Regions from separate parts of the Mus musculus genome. Here all the other regions are linked to region 1. Evidence: chromatin contacts called from public Hi-C and HiChIP or PLAC-seq data. All regions are on one chromosome and are shown on one strand. The core of a region is the stretch at or near the end of the contact, and the rest is flanking DNA. Distances in the headings are between cores, read along the strand shown.

Region 1 (3,236 bases), core at 561-3,060:
CTTGTCCTAAGGACTAAGAGATGGGAGATGCGACTTGAAGCTAATCAGTTATTAGAGCTCGTGACAATAAAGGGGGGCCTCTGGAGGTCCCAAGGTGGTTTCTGCTCACATCCAGGGACCAATTCCTGCCCTCTTACTGTTTATCCCACACTGGGCTCCTGCCTGGCCTTCCCTCACGCACCCCCACTGTCCCCGAACTTTCATTATCCTGGAGCCCCACCCTCATCCAAAATCCTCCCCCCCCCACCTCCCTAAGGCTTCATTCATAAGGCTCCCAACTCCCGAGCTGTGAGCTGTACAATGTCAGCTCCATCTGGTCGGACACTTTCTTCCTCTCCTTCTTTCTGAGGCAAGGTCTCTCTGTGCAGTCCTGGAACTCTGTAGAGCAGGCTAGCTTTGAACACAAGAGATCCCCCTGCTTCCGCCTCCCAAGTGCTGGGATTAAAGGCGTGCCACCACCGGGTTATAGAGGAACTCTTTTTCTTAGCTTAAGTAAGAAAAACTCCATGGATGTTGTTTGAGTAGGTTGGGCACAGAGAAAAGCATAATAAAGCCAGGGGCTCACTACTGTTAGGAATACAGAGAGCCCGTGGTCTTTTGGACCCTCAAATTCCAGAGACCCCTGGACCTGAATCTCTTCATTCATCTCCCCAAAGGAGACAGCGAGTCTTCCTTGCACAGAAGGCAAAAACCTGTCCAATGAGATGTTCACCAAGGAGTGTGGGCTGGGAGACCCAGTGCGCACAAAGAGGCCATGGCTAGTCAAGGTCGGGTGAGAGACCTGGCTCCCAGAAGCTCCAAGAGGTACTTTACTAAGTGGGTGCCCGGCTGATGGCTTAAGGACCATTCCTCCCTGCCCTAGACTGTAAATTTACGAGCTGAAAGGCTGGGGTGGGGGCAGGGGCGCTCGGGAGGAACCCAACCCATACCGCCAGATTCTCAGCCTTAGGGCTCCAGGTCCAGGAAGCCATAAAGATGATCTGGCTGAGCTTCCCCACCCCCCAGCGGGTGTTTTAGAGGCTGGGGAGGGGCTCGAAGGAAGGCTGGGGGCAGGGAAGGTAGGGAGTCAGGGAAAGCCAGCATAGGAAAAGAGTGCTAGGTGAGTCGGCCTTTTGTTTGCTCTCCAGAGGCTCTGCCCTGTACTGGGGGTTCTGGCCTGAGCTGTATCATGGACTGGCTTCATAATTACAGGGTATCCCCTCTGACCACTCTGGGAAGCTGGAAGGGTCAGGCAAAGTGGTGTCTGTTCCCTCCTGCTCCTACCAGAAGACACCCTCCACTGACAGCACAAATATGAGATCCACAGACCAAAAGAAGCTTGCCCCCACCAAAAATCACAGAGGTCGTAACTGACAATGAAAGCCAGTGAGACAGAACTGTGGGCTCCCACCTCCCAGTGAGGCAGGGCTTGTGCAGTCCTGGGAAAGAGCAGCCCAGACCTGCTTGCTCGCTTGCCAGAGGGCTTGGTGAGCCCCCCTGGTCCACCCTCTCTGAAGACTGCCTGTGAGGCCAGAAGCTCTGGACCTAGGGGATGGGATTCAAAGGCAGGGAGAGCCAGAAGCCAGAGCATCATCTGTCTTGGGAGTCCACTCCCCAGAGTCTCTTGCTGGGCTCCACATGCCCTCTGGTACTCCCTTTCAAAGTGTCCCGAGCCCTTCTCAGGCCAGCGGCTCCCACAGGATGTGGATGTCTGGCTGGCTGGCTGCAATCTCTACCACATCCCCTCTGGGCACTATCCAGGCCCAGGGCTGAGGAGTGCTGGACCACAGGAGTGACTCCACCCTCAGTCCCCATCTTGGCCAATTCTGGCCCAGCCTCTGGTTTACACACCCACTTCTCCCAGCGAAAGCTAGTCAGTCCTACCCTTAGGAAGCCAGTCCTTAGCTTGGGGCTAAACCTCCTGTGGAGTTTAGCAAAGACGGAGAAGGGTGAGGGGCTGGTGTGGGGGGGCTGGTGGGGGATGGTGGTGGCTGCTAACTGGTTCCACCTCGGTCTTGCTCAGAGCTCTCAGCCGGGTCCCTGGTGGCCCCCTGGAGAGGGGCTGTCTGCAGATAATCAGGGGACAGATTTGGAAAGGAGGAGGAGAAAAGCACCCAGGCGCCAGACAGGATCCTTATCTGCTGGGGCGGAATGTCAGAGGCAGCACACTGGTGCGAGAGGCCTGGAGGAGGCCGCATCTGCATCTGAGCCTGGGAGGGCAGAGGAGACCCTCCTGGGTCCTAGGGGACAAACATGGGGGGGGGGGGACTTTCTGGGCCAGACAGGGAGGAATGCAATCTACCCGGAAAGGACTAGATGCCACATCCTGTAACCGCAACCCCCACCCCCACCCCCACCCCCACCCCACCCTGGCTCTAAATTCTCACCTCCCCCAACAGAGACGGGAGAGGGACCGAGATTCCCAAGGACAACCAGACCTAGCAATCCCTAAATGGCAGGGCTGTCTGAGTCACAAGACTAGCTGGGCCCCCTGGCTAGCTGTGCTCCTGCACCCCAGAAACCCCACGCAAGTTCTACTGCAAATTCTAGGACACTTACCTCCCCTCCCCAACCTAGAAGAAAATACCACACAAAGGCAGGACCCAGAAGCCCCAAGAAGGCCACGGAGGAGCACTAGGACCCCTAGGACACTCTGAGCAAAACCCCAGGCTCCAGTGTGGAAGGCACATTTCTGGTGGGCACTGTTTACCTGTGATGGATTCCCTGGCCGGGCCAGGGCTCTCCTGGGCCTTTCCCTTGGGTCAGGATCAAGGGCACAGGCCTCAGGTTCCTGTTCAAACCCAGGATCTGCCACTGTGAACTTTGAACAGTAGTCTGAAGTGCTCACTGCCCAAGGCTTCAGTACCCTTCGCTATAAAATGGGCTTTCCGGCTCTTGTCTGTCTTTTCCACATCTGACATTCTATGACTCTACCTAACAGCTCCTGAGAACCTGAACTACCTGTAATGAGAAAGCCAGGAGACACAGATAGCTCACATACAATATTCACAGAACATCAAATGGTGCCCATGTGCTCTGGGGCATCCTGGGAGCCAGCTGGGGGCCCAGATTTTAACTTCCTGGTGACCTCTGCCAGAGGCAGTAGCCCGGTTCATATCACAGGGACAGAGCCACAGAAGGAAATGCCAGCAAGGTTCTGAAGACTGAACCAGAGGGCATCTATTCTGTGCCCCACCCCCAGCCCCAGGGAGGCCTGGCTGGCCTGTCTCTCAGCTGTCAGCTGCAGAGCTGTTTCC
Region 2 (3,101 bases), core at 246-2,745, 520 kb after region 1:
GGAAACAACCGATTTCCAGCTAGGTCAACCTGCAGGCTGCTGGCCATGAATGAATACTTCAATGGGAACACTTCTCAGACTGCTCCGAGTCGCCTCTTGTCCACTCCAGCATCAAAGTGGCTCATTTCCATGTTAGGCAGGTTTTTAAAAAATGTTTGTATGCTGGAATTGATCCTGTGACTCTTGTAAGTCTAGTGCCCCCTCCGCACCCCAGGATCACTTATATTATGCCACGTCTAACAAGCCAGCCAGGCACAGCGTGGGCATGTGTGAGTATGTAGAGAGGTCCGAGGACAACTCAGGGAGTCTGTCATCTCTTTCCACCATGGAAGTCCAGGGGGTCAAACTCAAAACACCAGTCTTGGTGGCAAGCGGCCTTACTCACTGGGCCTCTGAGGCAGTTCTTAAAACTCTGTGAGCACAGCTAGGTGGTGGTGGTGCACACCTTTAATCCCAGCACTGGGAGACAGAGGCAGGTAAAGCTCTCTGTGAGATCTACAGAGTGAGTTCCAGAATAGCCAAAGCTAAGAGAGAGAGACCCTGTCACACATGCGCCTACACATACAGCACCCAGCCTAGACAAAGCCTCATAGTTGCCCTGGAGAATAGAGAGGCATGGCTAGGCCTCTAAGGCCAGCAACTGAGGTAAGTGGAGGCCAACATGGATAAGACTGCCCCAGAAGGACTCCCACTTGACTTCCACCATACAACACCAATCACAGTGGTATGAAGGGCTCAGCCACCATCATGGACTGTCCAGAAGCCGAGACAGGCATCCGTGGGCCTTTCTTCACCTCGATAGAACACGGCTTAGCGTCGGCACATGCCAAGTGAGCCTAGCCTCAGGCACAGCCCACTGGGTACTCAGAGCCTACAGTGTCCCACCAATGAGGAAAGGGGAGCGTGTGTGTACAAAGATCAGAATGAGAAGGCTAAAATCAAAGTCCCGGCATCTCAGCTCAGCAAGCTCTGGGAGTCCCGCTGTACCCCAGGACCAGTTCTATTTTGCCATGACTAACAAGCCAGCCACGCCCAGATTTCCATTCTATACTTGCTCACGTCACACACGGAGGGTCTCTCTCTCTCTCTCTCTCTCTCTCTCTCACACACACACACACACACACACACAGAGCAGGGACTTCCTATTTTTCCGCTTCTCTGTAGCCCCTGGGGTCCCTTTATTGCCCAAAGCAGCCCCAATGCCGAATGCTAAGCCATGTTCTCTTAACGGCTTCTGATTAACATGTAAGTGGATTGCTGAAGCAGGAAGGGATCTGGGAAAGACTGATTCTGGAGGGTGAGGGGCAGAAGCCAAGTTACCACATGCTGTTGGGATCTTCTGTCTCAAGGCTGGGAGAAGCTGAGATGGACAGAAGGTGGGGGGAAAACTCGAAATGGGTGGAATGTCAACTGGGACTTTCCCAGGCAGTGAGTCTGATGGAGGAGGTACATCCCAGATGGAGCCTGGGCCCGGTTCCATCCAGAGCGGAGCAGCATCTCCCACACCCACAGAGCCTACTGGCTTACTCGGTGCCAAGCTTGCCAGGCTCCGGCAGAGACCAGCTGTGGCCCTCCAGTTTAAAACCAGAAGACAGGGGCTTGACTAAGCCTTAAGATACTGATGGTAAGACCTGGCTGCCAGCTTCTAGGGGTCAGTTCATGGGGTGAGCTGGGGAAGAAACGGCCCCCAATCTAGAGCCGCAGCAAGCCTCCCCCAGAGCCATCTAGAGATCGTGAGCTCAAATTCAGCATAGACCAGGGAGGGGTGTGAGTCTGGAGTAAGGACCTTTGCCTCCCAAGCCCACTCTGCCACTAACTCACAAGGGAGTTCGTGTGGCTGCCCTCCCATCACATGGTCCACGGCCTCATCTGTAAACACACACTGGACTTCGAGGGTGTCTGAAGCTCTGAGCAATGTTAGAGGACACCCGGCCCAGAGATGATGGCCCCAGGGCCCTCCCCTCTGCTGAGTGTTCAGGTCTGCCACCTGAGCATAGCAACAGCCATCTTGTTCCAACTGAAAGACAGGGAGCAATCCCATCAGCTGGACTGAGTAACATCAGCTTTCAGCAAGTCCAGGCTTCAGCAGCTCCACAGGTGATCCCTGGATGGAGTCTGTCAGCCAGGTGAAAATCTGCTGAGACCAATATAGACAAGGGACAGAAGAAAAAAATTGTCTACCCTCGCCTTTGACTTACGTAAATTGTGTAGGCCAAACGGAATAGGCGAACAAAGACTGAAAACATATACGTTCCCTCACTCTGAGTCTTTTGGGATATGGGATCCAGAGTATGGAAAACAGTTGAGCATCCCCTTCAGATATATGTCTGGCCCTCAAATGGAGACACTGATTGTGGGGGACAAGATATGTACTTTTATGCTACAAGGGGCTATAAAACATTAGCTCCCTGGGTTACGGGCCATAGCAGGGTCCCCTAGCAGGAGCACCGCAGCACTTATTAAGGGAGATTGAAATTTCAAATGTTTAACCTAACAAAATGCCAACCAAGGCTGATATAAAAGTTTGTTTAGCAAGTCCCCCTGGCCTCAAAGGAAATGTTGAGTCAATGATTTGACTCACTGGATCAGTTCAAAGGGGGGTGGGGGGGATGTTGAGGTCTGACCACCCCACCCCAGCATAGCTGTAGCCATTTTGTTTGTTTTGTTTTTTGTTTTTTGAGGCAGGGTTTCTCTGTATAGCCCTGGCTGTCCTGGAACTCACTCTGTAGACCAGGCTGTCCTGAAACTCAGAAATCCACCTGCCTCTGCCTCCCAAGTGATGGGATTAAAGGTGTGCGCCACCACGCTGGCAGCTGTAGCCATTTTGTCCCATGCTTGTCAACAGCTATTTCATACTGTTGCTGTAACATGCCTGCCAGTCGCTGACACAGAGAAGTGACTTGACTCAGAGCAGGGTCATGCTGACCACATGCCCTGTTATGTTCTGTATGAGGGTTGTTAATCTTAGGAAATTCCACAAAGCTTGGTGTAGGACACATCAAGTTGAAAGCCAATATGAACCGTCTAAATGTCTTAAATGTCTAAAATGGCTTAAGTCAGAGCTGACCACTGGGCAACACTTCCTGCACCTGTGTATGAGC
Region 3 (3,313 bases), core at 606-3,105, 600 kb after region 1:
ACTTCTGAAGTCCGGAGGGAATTTTGGGGCTTAACAAACAGTTCAGGAGACAGCGTCCTTGGGCAAGTCCACACAAGTGCTCTGCACTGTTGTGGGCGTGGGGCTGGGGCTGGGGCTGGGGCTCAATTCCTATTGTTTTTACTTAGCACGCAGGAGACCGCTGGTTCAAGCCTCAATATCACAGAAATCAGGGCACACGTAATGAGTAAGTAGGAGGTAGATAGAGGATCGCAAGAGGAGCGATCCGATTCTGAGGTCATCCTCAGCTACAAAATGAGTTCGAGGCTAGCCTGGGCTACACAAGACCCTGTTTAGGGTGGGGTGGGGAGCTTAAGACTAGACTACGGTATTGAATGGGAGGGCAGAATAAGCCAACTGGTAGTTCATCAGGATAGTCAGGGTGCCTGCAACCTCAGGCTCCTTTCAGCTGTTTAGAGCAGTTCCTACAGGATCACGCAGGTCTGCGGGCCCTGTGTGTCTCCCTCTGCTTCCAGCACCTGCTCATCCCGCAACTTGTGAGAGCGCCCAAGTGGGTAAAGTACCCAGCACATAGTAGGTGTTCAGTAAATGTTAGGCAGCTGCTAATGTGCTAGTTGGAGGCTTGAAGGGGGCAGGGTGGGGGTGGGGAGTAACTAAGAGAAAACTAGTCATGGAGGAGGAAAACATGGGGGCGGACTTTGGGACAGGAATTTACATTTCTTTAAAGGTAATTTCTATCCCGCCTTCCCTTTTGAAAACACAAAGGCTAGGATCTTTCCATCCTGCAAATTCTCTTCTCAATGGCTCCCTTCCTAAGAACTCAATCATTTATGCAGCGTGAAAGAATGACCACCCCTTGCCCTACCACCCCTTACCCTAAGCCTTACGCGTATGGCATATTTGTTACATTGAATTTCCTCATAAACAAGAAATATGACTGAGGACAGTTACTTTGAGAAAAACCAAAGACATTTAATTCTGTCTTGGGCAGACAAAGTCAGCAGGTCTGGAGAGTGACTGAGATGTCCCAGGGCTCTGCCCCGCAGGCAGGAGATGCAGCCAGCAAACCTCCAGCTTTTCTTTTCCACCTTCAAAAACTCCCATAGCAAGCAGGTAAGGACCTGTCACCCTCAAACCACCAAGAATCAAGATTCCCTATAGCTGGGCCTTCAGCTTCCAGTAATTATTCCCCTTGCTCCCCAGGAGGGCACTTTGGTATTTGAAGCTGGCATTTGTCACCAAGAACAAGGTCCCTAGAGCTCATCTTTTGTTTTGTTTTGTTTTGTTTTGTTTTTCGAGACAGGGTTTCTCTGTGTAGCCCTGGCTGTCCTGGAATTCACTCTGTAGACCAGGCTGACCTCGAACTCAGAAATTCACCTGTTGGGCTGGTGAGATGGCTCAGTGGGTAAGAGCACCCGACTGCTCTTCCGAAGGTCTGGAGTTCAAATCCCAGCAACCACATGGTGGCTCACAACCATCCGTAACGAGATCTGGCGCCCTCTTCTGGAGTGTCTGAAGACAGCTACAGTGTACTTACATATAATAAATAAATAAATCTTAAAAAAAAAGAAATTCACCTGTCTCTGCCTCCCGAGTGCTGGGATTAAAGGTGTGCGCCACCATACCCGGCTAATCTTTGTTCTTTCAAATTCTCAATAACCCCTAGTTACCTAGGGGCCTTGCCAATGAAGGATGTAGCTCAGGCTAGCCTGGTGCTACCCAGAAGAGAGGACTGGCCCCTAGCCCAGCACTCCCTACCTGTTTTTGGATGAACTGGAGAGGACCGCGAGGGGTCCAGAAGAGGCAGAGTAAGGAAGCCATTATTGTGGTTCTGGGGTTGAAGCCAGCCAGGGCTCCAACACACCTCTAGCTCATCAAGCTTCACTCGGAGCAAGCCTTAGCCCGCTGTCTCAGCAGGGAGACTTCCCGAGGTAGAGGGGCAAGGTGCGGGGCGGTTTAGACTCAGAGTCTGTATGCACCCCTAACTCCCCCCCCCCCCCCCCGCCACAATTTCTCTGTAGTCTTTCTCAGCACATCACACCTCCCCTCAGCAGGGGCTCCCCTGCCCTGCCCCTCCAGGGTGGTTATAAGTTCTTAACCTATAGGTTATAGGCCTCTCCGGAGGGAGGGAGGGAAAGGGGCGGGGCGGCGGCGGCTCAGATATAAGGGACCCTGGTGTTGTTTGCGGGTCCAAACAGCCCACCATGAGTGCCCACAGCCTCCGCATCCTTCTTCTTCAAGCCTGTTGGGCTCTACTCCACCCGCGCGCCCCGACCGCGGCCGCTTTGCCTCTGTGGACACGGGGGCAGCCCTCGTCACCGTCCCCTCTGGCGTACATGTTGAGCCTCTACCGAGACCCGCTGCCTCGGGCGGACATCATCCGCAGCCTCCAGGCGCAAGGTAGGCTGCAAGCCTGGCCTCGCCAGCACTTAAGGGCTCACGGCCGGGAGGCGCGCGATGGTTGCAGCGGGGACTGAGCATCAAGAATCGTCCAGAGACTGGGATTAATTGTTTCTCCGTGGGCAGGCTCAGCACAGCGCTAGTGGCGCGATCGGAATGGAACCAGGGGCCACCGCCTTTCCGGTCGGTCCTACCTCTAATGGTAGAGGGTAAAAAGGGTAGGGCGTGGGCCGGATTGCGCCACTGAGCACCTGCGAGTCTCAGTTTGCCCATCTGTAGTTTAGAAATCGTAAGACCTTTTTGATAGACTTATAGAAGGGACTAGGTGACAACGCCCCATCTCCCCCAGAAACGCTCTGCCCAGAACCGGGCGTAAAATAAAACAAGTCGTTACTGGTTTTATCCCGGTTGCAGCAAGTGACACCAGGAACTAGGGCTCAAAGATCCGAAATTAGAGATCGGGTGTAGAAAGTCCAGAACTCAGGCAACTCTCGTGGTTGGGCGGTGTCAGGTGTCCTTGGTGACCAACAGGCTCGGAACCTACTTGGATCGAGGTGTTCGTGTGTGTGTGTGTGTGTGTGTGTGTGTGTGTGTGTGTGTGTGTGTGTGTGTGTGTGTGTGTGTTTGACCCAGCGACCTGAGTGATGCTCACCAGAGTAGGCCGACAGGTGGGTGCCCAGGAGAGGGAGTTCGGACTCAGGACTACCTTCCTGGGCGCAATCAACATCTCGCCTCTTGGGCAGCTTGGCCAGCCCGCTCCTCTGTCCTCTGGGGCCAGACGGCCCTCCGCGGGACCCGGACGCAATCCACATCTTCTAATCCGGTCTGACCCGCCGCCCGCCGGCCCTCACGACCTGGAGGCGGAGTCCCTAGTCCCCTGCCTGCAGCGTCTGGGCTGTGACTGCCGGTGACCCTCTCTTGAAGGGTCATCTGG

The links. A called contact is a pair of places that touch in the nucleus more often than the background predicts. HiChIP or PLAC-seq counts read pairs in DNA pulled down with a chosen protein or histone mark.
Region 2: a Hi-C map of embryonic fibroblasts shows a contact between it and region 1, with 4 times the contacts expected there. The contact joins two enhancer-like sites. A contact is called at or near these places in 4 of 484 Hi-C or Micro-C datasets (cerebellum, cortical neurons, embryonic fibroblasts and 1 more).
Region 3: an RNA polymerase II HiChIP or PLAC-seq map of embryonic stem cells shows a contact between it and region 1, with 8 read pairs. The contact joins the promoter of Nodal here to the enhancer-like site in region 1. A contact is called at or near these places in 2 of 39 promoter capture datasets (cranial neural crest and pre-B cells), 1 of 484 Hi-C or Micro-C datasets (embryonic stem cells), 3 of 115 datasets of contacts at active chromatin or transcription factors (embryonic stem cells and epiblast stem cells) and 1 of 9 other capture datasets (embryonic stem cells).

What each region holds. Positions count from the first base shown.
Region 1 is chr10:60,812,826-60,816,061 of GRCm38.p6, forward strand. All of the region lies in intron 1 of Unc5b (unc-5 netrin receptor B), which reads right to left. Among named protein-coding and RNA genes, the nearest start is that of Unc5b, 17 kb to the right of the region's middle. RefSeq lists an enhancer at 953-3,236. Within about 2 kb of position 1,811, at least 131 of the 459 cell types and tissues checked have an H3K27ac peak or open chromatin away from gene starts, as enhancers often do. A contact at or near this core is called in embryonic fibroblasts, embryonic stem cells and epiblast stem cells, where this site is marked.
Region 2 is chr10:61,329,811-61,332,911 of GRCm38.p6, forward strand. All of the region lies in intron 18 of Pald1 (phosphatase domain containing, paladin 1), which reads right to left. Among named protein-coding and RNA genes, the nearest start is that of Prf1, 34 kb to the left of the region's middle. Within about 2 kb of position 1,496, at least 34 of the 459 cell types and tissues checked have an H3K27ac peak or open chromatin away from gene starts, as enhancers often do. A contact at or near this core is called in embryonic fibroblasts, where this site is marked.
Region 3 is chr10:61,416,117-61,419,429 of GRCm38.p6, forward strand. It overlaps Nodal (nodal), which reads left to right and starts at 1,856. Exons shown (of 3, transcript NM_013611.5): 1 at 1,856-2,379. The coding sequence starts at 2,184.